2 separate regions of the Mus musculus genome follow, and region 2 is linked to region 1. The links are chromatin contacts, called in public promoter capture Hi-C maps. All regions are on one chromosome and are shown on one strand. Each heading gives the region's core, a stretch centred on a gene start, on an enhancer-like site or on the middle of the called end of the contact. The rest is flanking DNA. Distances are from core to core; before and after follow the strand shown.

Region 1 (5,529 bases), core at 867-3,366:
CCAACCAACCAACCAACCAACCAACCAACCAAACAAACAAACAAATATAAACTGTGGTAGGTCTGAGTCCCAACATCTTCTGAGGCCTCCAAGGACCTTGGGATGTGTCCCCATGACTAGCAGGGTGAAGAGTTGACTTTACATGGCTCCCTGTGGCTCTTCTCTGGGCTGTTTTTTAGTAAACACTGAGAAAAAAAAAAGTGACCGGCAAGATGGCGCAGAGAGTAAAGGTACTTAGAGCCAAGCCTGATGGCTGAGATCAGTACACGGAGGCCAAAAGGTGGAAGGAAAGAATCGTTCCCCTGAGAGTTTTCTGACCTCTACACTATGGCATGCACATGTGCAATAATAAATGAATAAAAAGAAGTAAATGTCAAAAAAAATTTAAAGACACACTAAATGAATGCATAAACGAGTGCTCTAACTTATAAAGATCTGAGTCTCCCAGGACATGCTAAACCCCATTCCGTGTGAAGATCTGGGGTCCCTCTCACCTGTAAGATGTGCTGCTGGGTTGGCCTGGTGAGATCGTTGATCTGAGGAAGAGAGTCAAAGGTTAGAGACAAAAAGAGGATTGTGTGTGTGTGTGTGTGTGTGTATGTGTGTGTGTGCACGCATGTCTCAGTGTGTGTGTACCCGAAGTTTCTCACACATCAATTGAGGCTACCTGTGTCAGGCTCTGTCCCTTTTGGACCCAGATTTCTGCTTCTCTGGCCCTGGGGGAGGGGCACCTGCGAGGCCTACAATGTGACACTGGGTGATGACCCAGAGTTGGTGTGGGGAGGTGCTGAGCGGAAACCATTCCACCTGCTTCAAAGGGACTGGGGCCCAAACTCACCTTGTATCAGCTTCTCCCAGGAGCCTTTGCCTCCATCCTGAAATGCAGACAGGGATGTTTGGTAAGGACATGCCGCTCCGAGTCTCACTGGTATGTGGTGATGAGACTGTCTGGCCATGGCCACAGACACCACCCATGGACATGTATGCAGAGCCACACATGCACATATCACATACATACACACAGATGCAGGGGGAGGGGCACACACCTAATTAGATCTGTTGTATTTCCAAGATAGGCTCTCATGTAGCCCAGTCTGGCCTCAGACTTGCTAAATAGCCTAGGATGACCTTGAACTCCCTCAGTCTTCTGCCTCCCCTGCCCAAGTGCTGGGATGAGGAATTAACTAGTCAAGTCGAGTGTCTGAAATGCTTGAGACTAGAATTGTTTCGGAACTGTTTTCGAGGTTTTTGGATAGTTGAGGGCCGGTGAGAGGGCTCAGGCGGTAAAAGTGCTTGCTGCCAAGCCTGGCTACCTGAGTTCAGTCCCTAGGACCCTCCACAAAGGAAGGCACAGAGAAGTGATTCCATAGAGGTGTTCCACATACATGCTGCGGCACATGCATACTTTTTCATGTCTACACACTAAATAAGTAAATGTAATTAAAAAAAAAAACTTAAAAAGAAAATATAGGCAAAGACTCGGGAGCATACTGTGACACACCCATGGCTTGTCTGAAAGGAACAGTGAGCAAGCACATGAGAGAGCTGCGAGTGAAGCAGGGTGACCATGAAGCCAGTGGTGGACAAAGGTTTGGGCTGGAAACAACAACCGAGTAGGTGAATCCCAAGGAAACTGCCGGGCACTGCACGTGTATCAGATCCTCATGTAAAGATGAGAAGACTGAGGGTCAGAGAGACAGGCTAACCGAAGCCCTGGGTTCTAGCACACAATACACAACCATAAAGGGACAGGTACTGGAGAAGACTCGCTGGTTCCCCAAGCCCCACTTACTGGCAGATGAGCTACTATGTCTCCAAGACGTTGATGCAGTCTCAGGAGAAACCAGCCCTGAGTGGCCAGCCCAGCACCTAGCAGCAGCACCAGGGCCAGGCTGACCTGGACAGTGCCACAGCGCCGTCTCCGGTGGTTCTGTTCCAGCCGCCTGAATGGGATGTCCGTCTGTCCATCCACCACAAACACTGAAGGCTGTACCACACTCTCCATGCCAGAGCAGCTGAGGCTCCGAAGCCCAGGGAAAGGGTTGGCAAGCCTGAGTTCCTCCTCTCCGGAGGAAACCACAATTGCCCAACACGCTCGGGCTGTGCAAACTGCAAAAGGTTCCTGTCACCCCTAGGACTCACTTTAAAGCTGAAGTCTGGTGCCTCCCCTTTCCTCACGTACCTCCTCTTCTTCCTGTGCCCCCAGAAGGCCCAGCCCCCGGTCGATCACTCTCACTGAGGCCACCATAGCTCACACTTTCCAGAAAATGTGACTCAGGTGGGATGGATGGGGCAGCCCCTGCTCCGATGTACTTGGTGGCTTTTGTTTCCCTCAGAGGAGCTTCTGTGGGTTCCATGCAAGCATCTTGCACCGCACCTGCATTTGCACGCGCTGACAAGCAGAGGCCTCTGTGTTTGCTTTAGTCTGTGCATATGGGTGCAGGTGCTTGTACAGATGCACGGTTCGTGGATGTGTGCACACAGGTGTAGATGTTCTGATATGTGTCTGCAAGTGCTGGAACAAGCACACAGGCATTTCCTGATGTGTGTGCAGGTCCATATATGGACACACACACACACACACACTACAGTGTCTATCATCTATTAGCACATGCACACATGAACCTCAGATGTGTTCATATGTGTGTCCACTGGAGACGGTGCTGGGGTAGATTTTCAGATACCACCTTGTCCCCAAATCTTCAGCTTGGACCTTACCCCCATCAGACACCCTCCCAGATACTGAGGACTTGGGGGTTCAGTTAGAAGACTCACCAGCGCCCCTTCTCAATGTCAATGGCCCCCATGCTGTAGTGTTTGTCTTGACACAGGGCTGGCAATGCTGTGACCACAGAACCCCAGTGCTCTGCCACGCTGCTGATTCATGGCTTCTCTAACCAGGGTTCCAGGGGAAGTACTGCTGAGACTCCTGTCCCCCTGCAGGACCCACCCATCCACCTGCCTCAGCAACAGAGCCCTTCAGAGGAAGCCCAGGTCTGTGAGGTGCTGAAGGGATGTGTGCTGTTGACATGAGCTTGTCAACAACTCCAGAGCCTCAGACCCAGAGGGAAACATAGCCTTCTCTTCTGGTCCACGCATGGATGTGCATGTCGCCAGTGTGTGTAGAATGTGTTCACCATCCTCCCCCTTGAGTGCTGACGCATGAACATAGCTCCCTTCCAGGGACAGTTCTTATGGAGACTAACTCAACCTGCCTTCCCCATCCCATTGTGCATATAAACCCTGCCTCCTTGCTTAACTGTATGTAATAAGTTGCCTTTTTCAGTGGTAGGCAATAACCCCACTTCTCCACTCGACTCTATATAATAACGTGCTAAGAGAACTCGTGTGCAGAAGGCCCAGATCACATGACCCCAGGATTCCTGGATGTCTGTGTTTGTCGTTTCTTCATCTCTTTGCTGTTGCCCAACTCAGGTCCATTCCTGGAACTGTGCAAATTACTCAGCAGCCCGGAGTATCTGATACTCCATAGAGGATCTGCCTGGAAGCGTTCTCTAGTCTCTCATGGTCTGTGCTGGCCAGTGTCAATTTGACACAAGCTACATTCATTTTGGAAGAGGAAACTTCAATGGAGAAAACACCCCCAACAGATTGGCTTGTGGGAGGCCGTGCTCACTGTAGACTGGGCCTTCCCTGCACTGGCATTCCTGAGTTCTATAAGAAAGCAGGCTGAACAAGTCATAGGACACAAGCCAGTAAGCAGTGTTCTTCCATAGTCTCTGCATCAGCTCCTGTCTCCAGGTTCCTGTCCTGACCTCCCTCAGTGGATGGGGTGTGACCTGAAAGTGTAAGCTGAGGTTGCTTTTGATCATGCTGTTTTATGACAGCAATAGAAATCCTAGCCAAGACACAAATTGGAATCAGGTGTGGGTTAGGAATAGGAAAGACCTGACTATGGTATTGAGAAGATTGTACGGCCTCTCAACTTTGGACTGGAGAAACTGTTCCATGCAGAGCTCAGTGGGCTGTTCTGTGGGAGCTTGGAAGTTCAAAATGCTGAGAATACGGCAGATGATGGAGGCCTGCCTTGTGAAATTACAGAGGGAAGTTTGAGAGTTTCTTAAAGACCACCAGGATTTCCTGGGTAGGGTAGTACACACCTTTGGGAGGCAGAGGCAGATGGATCTCCTGTGAGATCAAAACCAGCCTATTCTACATAGTGAGTTCCAAGAGAGCAAGAACTATAAAGGGATTCTATTTTAAAACAAAAACAACAACAAGGAGAGCATTGGGGATGTTTGATATTTGAAATGAGATTCTTAGTTCTGCTTAGCTTGTTCTGCAGAACTGGCCGTGATTTAGAAGAGACCTGCATCACTGAGGTGAAATCTGGGGAGTGTTTCCTGAGAGAACCAGTACACAGAAGCTGTGCTGTTAAGGTGAACAAGGTTATCCTCAGATGATGCTGGGTTTGGAAGGATAAGGAGGCCATGGAGAGAAGCTGAGGCATGGCACTGTGTGGGACCAGGAGAGGCTGTTGGTGAAAGTGCAGCCTCCGTGGCAGCAGAAGACCACAGTATTTTGAAGATGCTGGTGTCTTGGGATGATCACCAGCAGCAGCAGCAGCAGCAGCAGCCTTGGGGTGGAGCCAGCCCCAGCCTAGAAGACAAGATGTGAGGGCTGCATAGGGCAGCACCAGAGAAGGCACTCAGGACCTTTGGAGGAGCCCAGAAGATCATGTTTGAATCCCAGACACTGGAAATCGAATTATTTACACAGCTGGTATTTGGTTTTGCTTGTTCAGGTTGTTGACTGTGCCGTGGTTCTTCCCTCTTGAAATAAGGAAGTATTAAGCTTGTTTTCAATGTTATAGGATCCCACAGCTGAGAGGCTAGCTTTTAAAATATTTTAGATTTTAAAGGTTTTTCAACTTTAAACTTTGGAGTTTTAAAGACACTAAATTTTAACCTGTTTGAATTTGTAAAGTGGTGGGACTTTTTTTTTTTTTAAGTTTGCAAAATGTTTAAAAATTTATTTATTTCTATTTTCTGTACATTAGTGTTTTGCTTGCATGTGTGAGGGATTTGGATCCCCTGGAAAATGAATTAAAGACAGTTGTGAGCTGCCGTGTGGGTGCTGGGAATTGCTCATTTTCTTGAAGAACAGCCAGTGCTCTTAGCCTCCAAGCCATCTCTCTAGCCCACAAAATGTTTTTATGTTGTGACGTTGATATTAATGTTTGATCTTGGAGATGACAAGAAAGGAAAGGTTGTGGCTTACTAGTGTTGTGTTTGTGTGTCAAGATGACAAAGGGTACAGGGTGCTGGATAGTTTTATGTCAACTTGACACGAGCAAAAATCATCTGAGAGGAGGGAGCCTCAGTTGAAAAAAAAATGCCTCCATAAGATCAGGATGCATTTAAGCCCGTGGGGCATTTTCTCCATTAGTGATTGATGCGGAAGGGCCCAGTCCACTGTGGATGGCACCATCCCTGGGCTGATGATCCTGGGTTCTATAAGAAAGCAGGCTGAGCAAGCAAGCCATGGGGAGCAAACTAGCAAGCAGCA
Region 2 (5,279 bases), core at 2,211-4,710, 96 kb after region 1:
GCCCAAAGCAGAGGGAAATCTATACAGCTCCTATGCAAATCAATCTTCCTTAAAGCCAGAGGGCTTTCAAAACTGCTCCTGGCAGGGAACAGATAGTAGGATCCTGTTCAGCCTGTCATCTCTTCGCTGACTCAGCAATTATTATTCAGTGCTACCAGGTCTGGGTGTGGGATACACAGCTGGAAGAAAAAAATGCATGCATCCATGCCTTCAAGAGGGTGACACACACACACACACACACACACACACACACACACACACGCACGCACACACACTGTAAAATGAATGAATGAATTGAAAAGATGTGTAATCATTTCTTCCCCCATATCTGTCTGTGCTATATCTGAGTTTAACAAATCATGGCTCAGTTAGCAAAGAGCTTGCCTTTCAAGCAGCAGGATCCGAGTTCAAATCCTCAGCGCTCAGGTAAAAACAAACAAACAAACAAACAAACAAACAAACAAACACCTCAGGTGTGGTGCTGTCTACCCATCACAGCACATGGGAGATGGAGACAGGGATTCTGGAGTTCGAAGCTCAGCAAATGCCTGCGCTCCAGGCCAGTGAGAGAGACAGACCTCACCCCCGCACCCCCCCCCCCCGCATCCCCCCACCCACCCACCCCGCCCCCGTCTCAGAACACAAGGTGAATGGCTCCTGAGGAAGAGCCTTCAAGCTTGTCCTCTGGACTCCATCCACACGCACAGAGACTTGAGTGGCTGCCCTGGGGAGGGGCTCCTGTCTGTGTTGGTCATTACAGACTGGTGGTTTGCAGCCATCAACCCTCAGCTCTTTTCGCAGCGCTTTCATTCTGTCAGCTGAGATAAGTCACCACAGGTGACTTCAAGTCTCTGGGAGGATATGCAGCTTTGTTACAGACTGCCCCACCACATAGAAGGGTCTAGAAGGTATGGCGACACCTGCTTATTTATTTATTTATTTATTTATACCTGGGAATGAGGGCAGGGTCCTGAAAACAGTCCACTTGCAGATACAGAGGATCCGGAGTAGCTGTTCTTTTAAAAGCAGGGGCGTGGGGGCCGGGAGGTGGCTCAGGATAAAGTACTTGCCATGCAACCATGTTGATCAGACATGATGGAGTTTGTCTGGAGTCCTTGTATAGGGAATGTTGAGATAAAAGATTGCTGGGGATCTCTGACCACCCAGCCTAGCCCAATGGGCCAACTCCACATTGAGAAAGAGACTCTGTCTCCAGAAAATAAGGTGGGGATGAAGAGATGGCTCAGGGGTTAAGAGCACTGGCTGCTCTTGCAGAGGACCCAGGTTCAGTTCCCAGCACTCACATCAGGCAGCTCACAACCAGTTTTAGGGGCTCCAGTGCACATCTCTGGCCTCCTCTGGTACCTGCCGTCATGTATCCACACACAGCCCTTCACTGGTGGATTCTAGGCAGGGCTCCACCTCTGACCTCGTCCCCAGTCCCTCACTAGTGAATCTAGGGTAGGGGCTCCACTCAGAGTCACATCCCAGCCCTTAGAGATTTTTATATTTTGAGTGGAGCTGATTGTCAGGAGTCTAGGTTGCACAGCTTTGTGTGTGTCACTGTAGATGTTCGGAGACTCTTGGTTGTTTTTTGTTTTTTCAAGACAGGGTTTCTCTGTGTAGCCCTGGCTGTCCTGGAACTCACTCTGTAGACCAGGCTGGCCTTGAACTCAGAAATCTGCCTGCCTCTGCCTCCCAAGTGCTGGGATTAAAGGCGTGCGCCATCACGCCCAGCTTAGAGACTCTTTTTTTTAAAGTGGAAGCACCTGTACCTTGGAAGGTCACCCCGTCCAGCCTTCTCCCATACACTGTCCATTACCGCTCTGACTTGCTGTGGCTGCCAGCTGAGCCCCACTTTCCCCTGCACTACCCCACAGCTGTCCAGTTGTCTGTCCTTGTTACTGTGTACCTCAGCTGTCTGTACTTCCTATCACACACTCCAGTTGCTGTTACCAATTGATACCCAGATTGCTTTGTGCTGGAAGCCCCTCCTGTTTATCTACCCCACCTCTCCAGGTTATAAGCACTGGGGCATCAGGGTCATGTTTTCCTCACCCACTACTGGGTCTCAGGGCTGGGTAAACAGTAAATGCTTAATATATGCTTTTGGAGTCAACTAATGTCTGGGTTTTTGGTCAGGCTTTGTGTTAGTGCTCAGTTCTAAAGTGGAGAGGTTGATTCTCCTTCTCTCTGTTCTTCTGGCTTTCGCCTTCTCTCCCTCTCTCCTTCTTTCCTTTTCTCCTCTTTCTCTGTTCTTCTTCCAACCCCTCCACATTTGTCCCTCTCCTTCCCTTCCTATTCCCTCATCTTTTATCGTATGAATAACATTTTGTCTCCTGGGGGAGATGTGAACACGTGTCTACTCGTCTCAGACAGGGCCAACAGCCAGGAAAAGCAAGGATCCCGCCAAAGTCCAACTTGATGAAGCACTGAGTGTCACTGTGTTACAGATAGGAATGTGGGTCAGGGCTCACTTAACAGGAACAGAAATGGCTCAAATACAGCTGTATCACCAAAGCCTGGCATGGATGGTGGGCGACTCAGGAAAGCTGCCTTCAGGCAGCTCTGAAAGGTGGACAGTTGTCTCTTCTAGGTGCCTTGTCCTGTCTGAACCTCTTCTGGGCAGTTCAGCTTGTCTTGAGAGCGGTCACCAGTAGTCCTTACAGCTTGTGCTTGGGGAGGGCAGTGCCTAGAGAATCTGGTCTGTTTCAGGAACTTCCTGCATATCTCCTGTTGTTTCCTGAGCTTCACGGGCTTTTCTGTAGGCTAGAATGCTTCACCTCCACTTAGCACATCCTATGTCTTAATGAGCTTCCTTCCAAGGTGGAAGGTTTCGTCTTAAGGGAAATTGCTACACAGCACCCTCTTTCCCCCTCCCTCTGCCTTCTCTCCCTTCCACTATCTTCTCCCCTCACCCCTGTTTCCCACCCCTGTTTTTGACACAGGGTCTCACTGTGGTTCCCTGGACAACCTGGAACTCACTCTGTAGTCCATGCTTACCTCAGAGTTTAGCCATCCTTTGCTCTGCCTCCTCTTCCTGAGCGCGGAGATTACAGGTATATTCCACCACACTGGGATTTCATTTCTGATTTTTGGTTGGAGAACCCAAGGCAGGATGACCTGTCCAAGGTCCCCCTGCTTACCAGTTTCAGCTGGGAGTCACCAGACACCTAGTTGTGGAAGGCGTACTGGGGTGTGAGGTGACAGGGAAAGAAGAGGAAGTCTGATTCCCAGAATGCTTTAGACTCATGCTGAAGAGTTGGGTCATCAGCTCCTCAATTCAAAGCTCTGGACAGGATGAGCAGCGTGACCACCCGCTCTGGGAAGCCTCAGGGAGCTAGCTGGAGTCTGAAAGATTACAGGGCTGAAGGAAGGCAGAGAGCCATGCCTCTACCCCTTGTCTATCTTCCCCAGCCAGGCCTGGTAACAGGCATTTCCTGTTTCCGGCCATCTCCTGGGTTTGGGTTGTGGGTGTGGAAAGCGCAGAAGGCAGAATTTGTGTTGAGTCTGGGCCGCTTTCTCCCAGCCCCCAAGAGAGGCCACTGTCCTTACTGCTACTTCCTTGAACAGAATTCTCTCTATTTTGGGCAGAGGCACCAAAAGCCAACTTCCGGCTTGATCACAGTGCCTGGCTCCTGATTTGCCTAAAGCCTTCTTGCTTGTCTAGCGCCATGGTCTTCTTTCGTCCCGGAGGATAAGGGAAGCAGAGGGGTTGTCCCTATAAAACAAGGAAGAATTCTCCTTCCACGTGCCTCCTACAGTGAGTGGCTTCCTGTCCTTCATCATCTTTTCACATGCCTTACGGTGCCAGGAAGTTCTTCTGGTGGTCTAACCACAGTCACCGTGCTTTCTGAAGGAGCCCAGCTCTCTAACTAGCTACTCTGAAGCGGTGGAAGGGGTTATGAATCATACTCCTTTTGGAAGAGTCATGTGACTTGAGGGAAGGCAGTCTCAAAGCTCAGCTGATTCTCTGAGGTTAGGAGGGGGATTTCCTTCCTTAGGCCACACAGACCTAAGGCCAGACATCACCTCTGGTGTTGGTCTGCCAGCCCTGTCTGCCTGTCTATGGCCCACAGGACTTCTGAGTGCTGTATATAATGGTGTATATAATTTCTGTGATATGCTGGTCCCTGTTATGTCCCCGTGAGGCCTGGGCGAGGGGGCTGTGGTGGCTCAATGTGGTTCAGGAGCTAGGGTAGAGCAGGAGTGGGGCTGGGTTCTGTGTGTTTCTCCACACTCCTGCTTTTACATGTGTGACTCTGGCAGGTGACAGCCCTGTGACAAGCCTCAGTTTTCCCACCTGTCAGATAGAAGTCCTTTGTTTAGCCATTTCGTCTTTCACTTGTGCGTGTGTGTATTTGTATGCATTTGTGCATGTTTATTATTACTATTATATTGTGTGTGTGTGTGTGTGTGTGTGTATGGGTGCAGATGCCTGAGGAGGCCAGAAGAGGGCATTGGATCCTCCTGAGTTGGACTCACAAGTGTGTGTGATATGGGATGGAAACCAAACTTGACTCCTCTGTGAGATGGACAGTGCCAGCACCCCTGAACATTCTCGTGGGTTTAAGCATTGAACCCAGGGCCTTGCTTTAGCAATTGAGTTGCCTCTCAGACCTCCTTCAATAACTTAGAAATTAGAGCATATTTTTTTTTTGGCAGTTTGGTCTGTGTACATATGTATTTTGATCATGGCCGCTCTACTCCCTTGTCTTTTTTGTGTTGTTGTTGTTGTTGTTTTTTTTTTTTTGTGTGACCCAGTGAGTTGAATTAGAGTTTGTGACAGGAGTCAGGGTGAGGGGTCATGTACCAGTGGCTGCAACACTGAAGAAAATGCCTCTCCCTTCCCTGGAAGCTGTTAGCTGCCTACAAATCCCCAGGGAGGAGTGGGTCCTCATTTGACTCCCCACTCCTTCAACACAACAACTTCTCTTGAGCTCCACCCCAGCCCCAGGTCTTTAAATAGTTGTCCACATGGAAGAGCGAGCCCTTGAGTGACCTGTGGCCTTAGGTAATGGTGGAGTGTCATGTAGGGTTGATGACTGTCACAAGTGGACCAGTTGTCTGTGGGGAGTTGATGGTGCTGAGGCTGTATACATGGAGACAGAGCTCCATTTGGCTGACAATCCAAGATAGCTGAAAAAAAATAGTTTAAATCTGGGGCTGTGCCTCAATGGGAAGAACATGTGTCCAGTGTGCACAGAGTCCTGGGTACCAGCCACAGCATCCAATGACTCCTGTCATGCCCAGCAAACCAAGAATACTTCCTTATCCTT

What was found. Promoter capture Hi-C pulls out the DNA fragments that hold promoters and counts their contacts.
Region 2: a promoter capture Hi-C map of macrophages shows a contact between it and region 1, with 6 read pairs. The contact joins the enhancer-like site here to the promoter of Tnfsf14 in region 1. A contact is called at or near these places in 2 of 39 promoter capture datasets (liver and macrophages), 1 of 15 datasets of contacts at CTCF or cohesin (CD8 T cells), 1 of 484 Hi-C or Micro-C datasets (nephron progenitors), 4 of 115 datasets of contacts at active chromatin or transcription factors (CD8 T cells, the HPC-7 cell line, bone marrow-derived macrophages and 1 more) and 2 of 9 other capture datasets (adipose tissue and liver).

What each region holds. Positions count from the first base shown.
Region 1 is chr17:57,192,065-57,197,593 of GRCm38.p6, forward strand. Tnfsf14 (tumor necrosis factor (ligand) superfamily, member 14) reads right to left here and starts at 2,117. Exons shown (of 4, transcript NM_019418.3): 1 at 1,793-2,117; 2 at 839-875; 3 at 495-536. The coding sequence starts at 2,005.
Region 2 is chr17:57,287,026-57,292,304 of GRCm38.p6, forward strand. The region is part of intron 1 of Vav1 (vav 1 oncogene); the gene reads left to right. Among named protein-coding and RNA genes, the nearest start is that of Vav1, 11 kb to the left of the region's middle. Within about 2 kb of position 3,461, at least 133 of the 459 cell types and tissues checked have an H3K27ac peak or open chromatin away from gene starts, as enhancers often do. A contact at or near this core is called in CD8 T cells, the HPC-7 cell line, adipose tissue and 4 more, where this site is marked.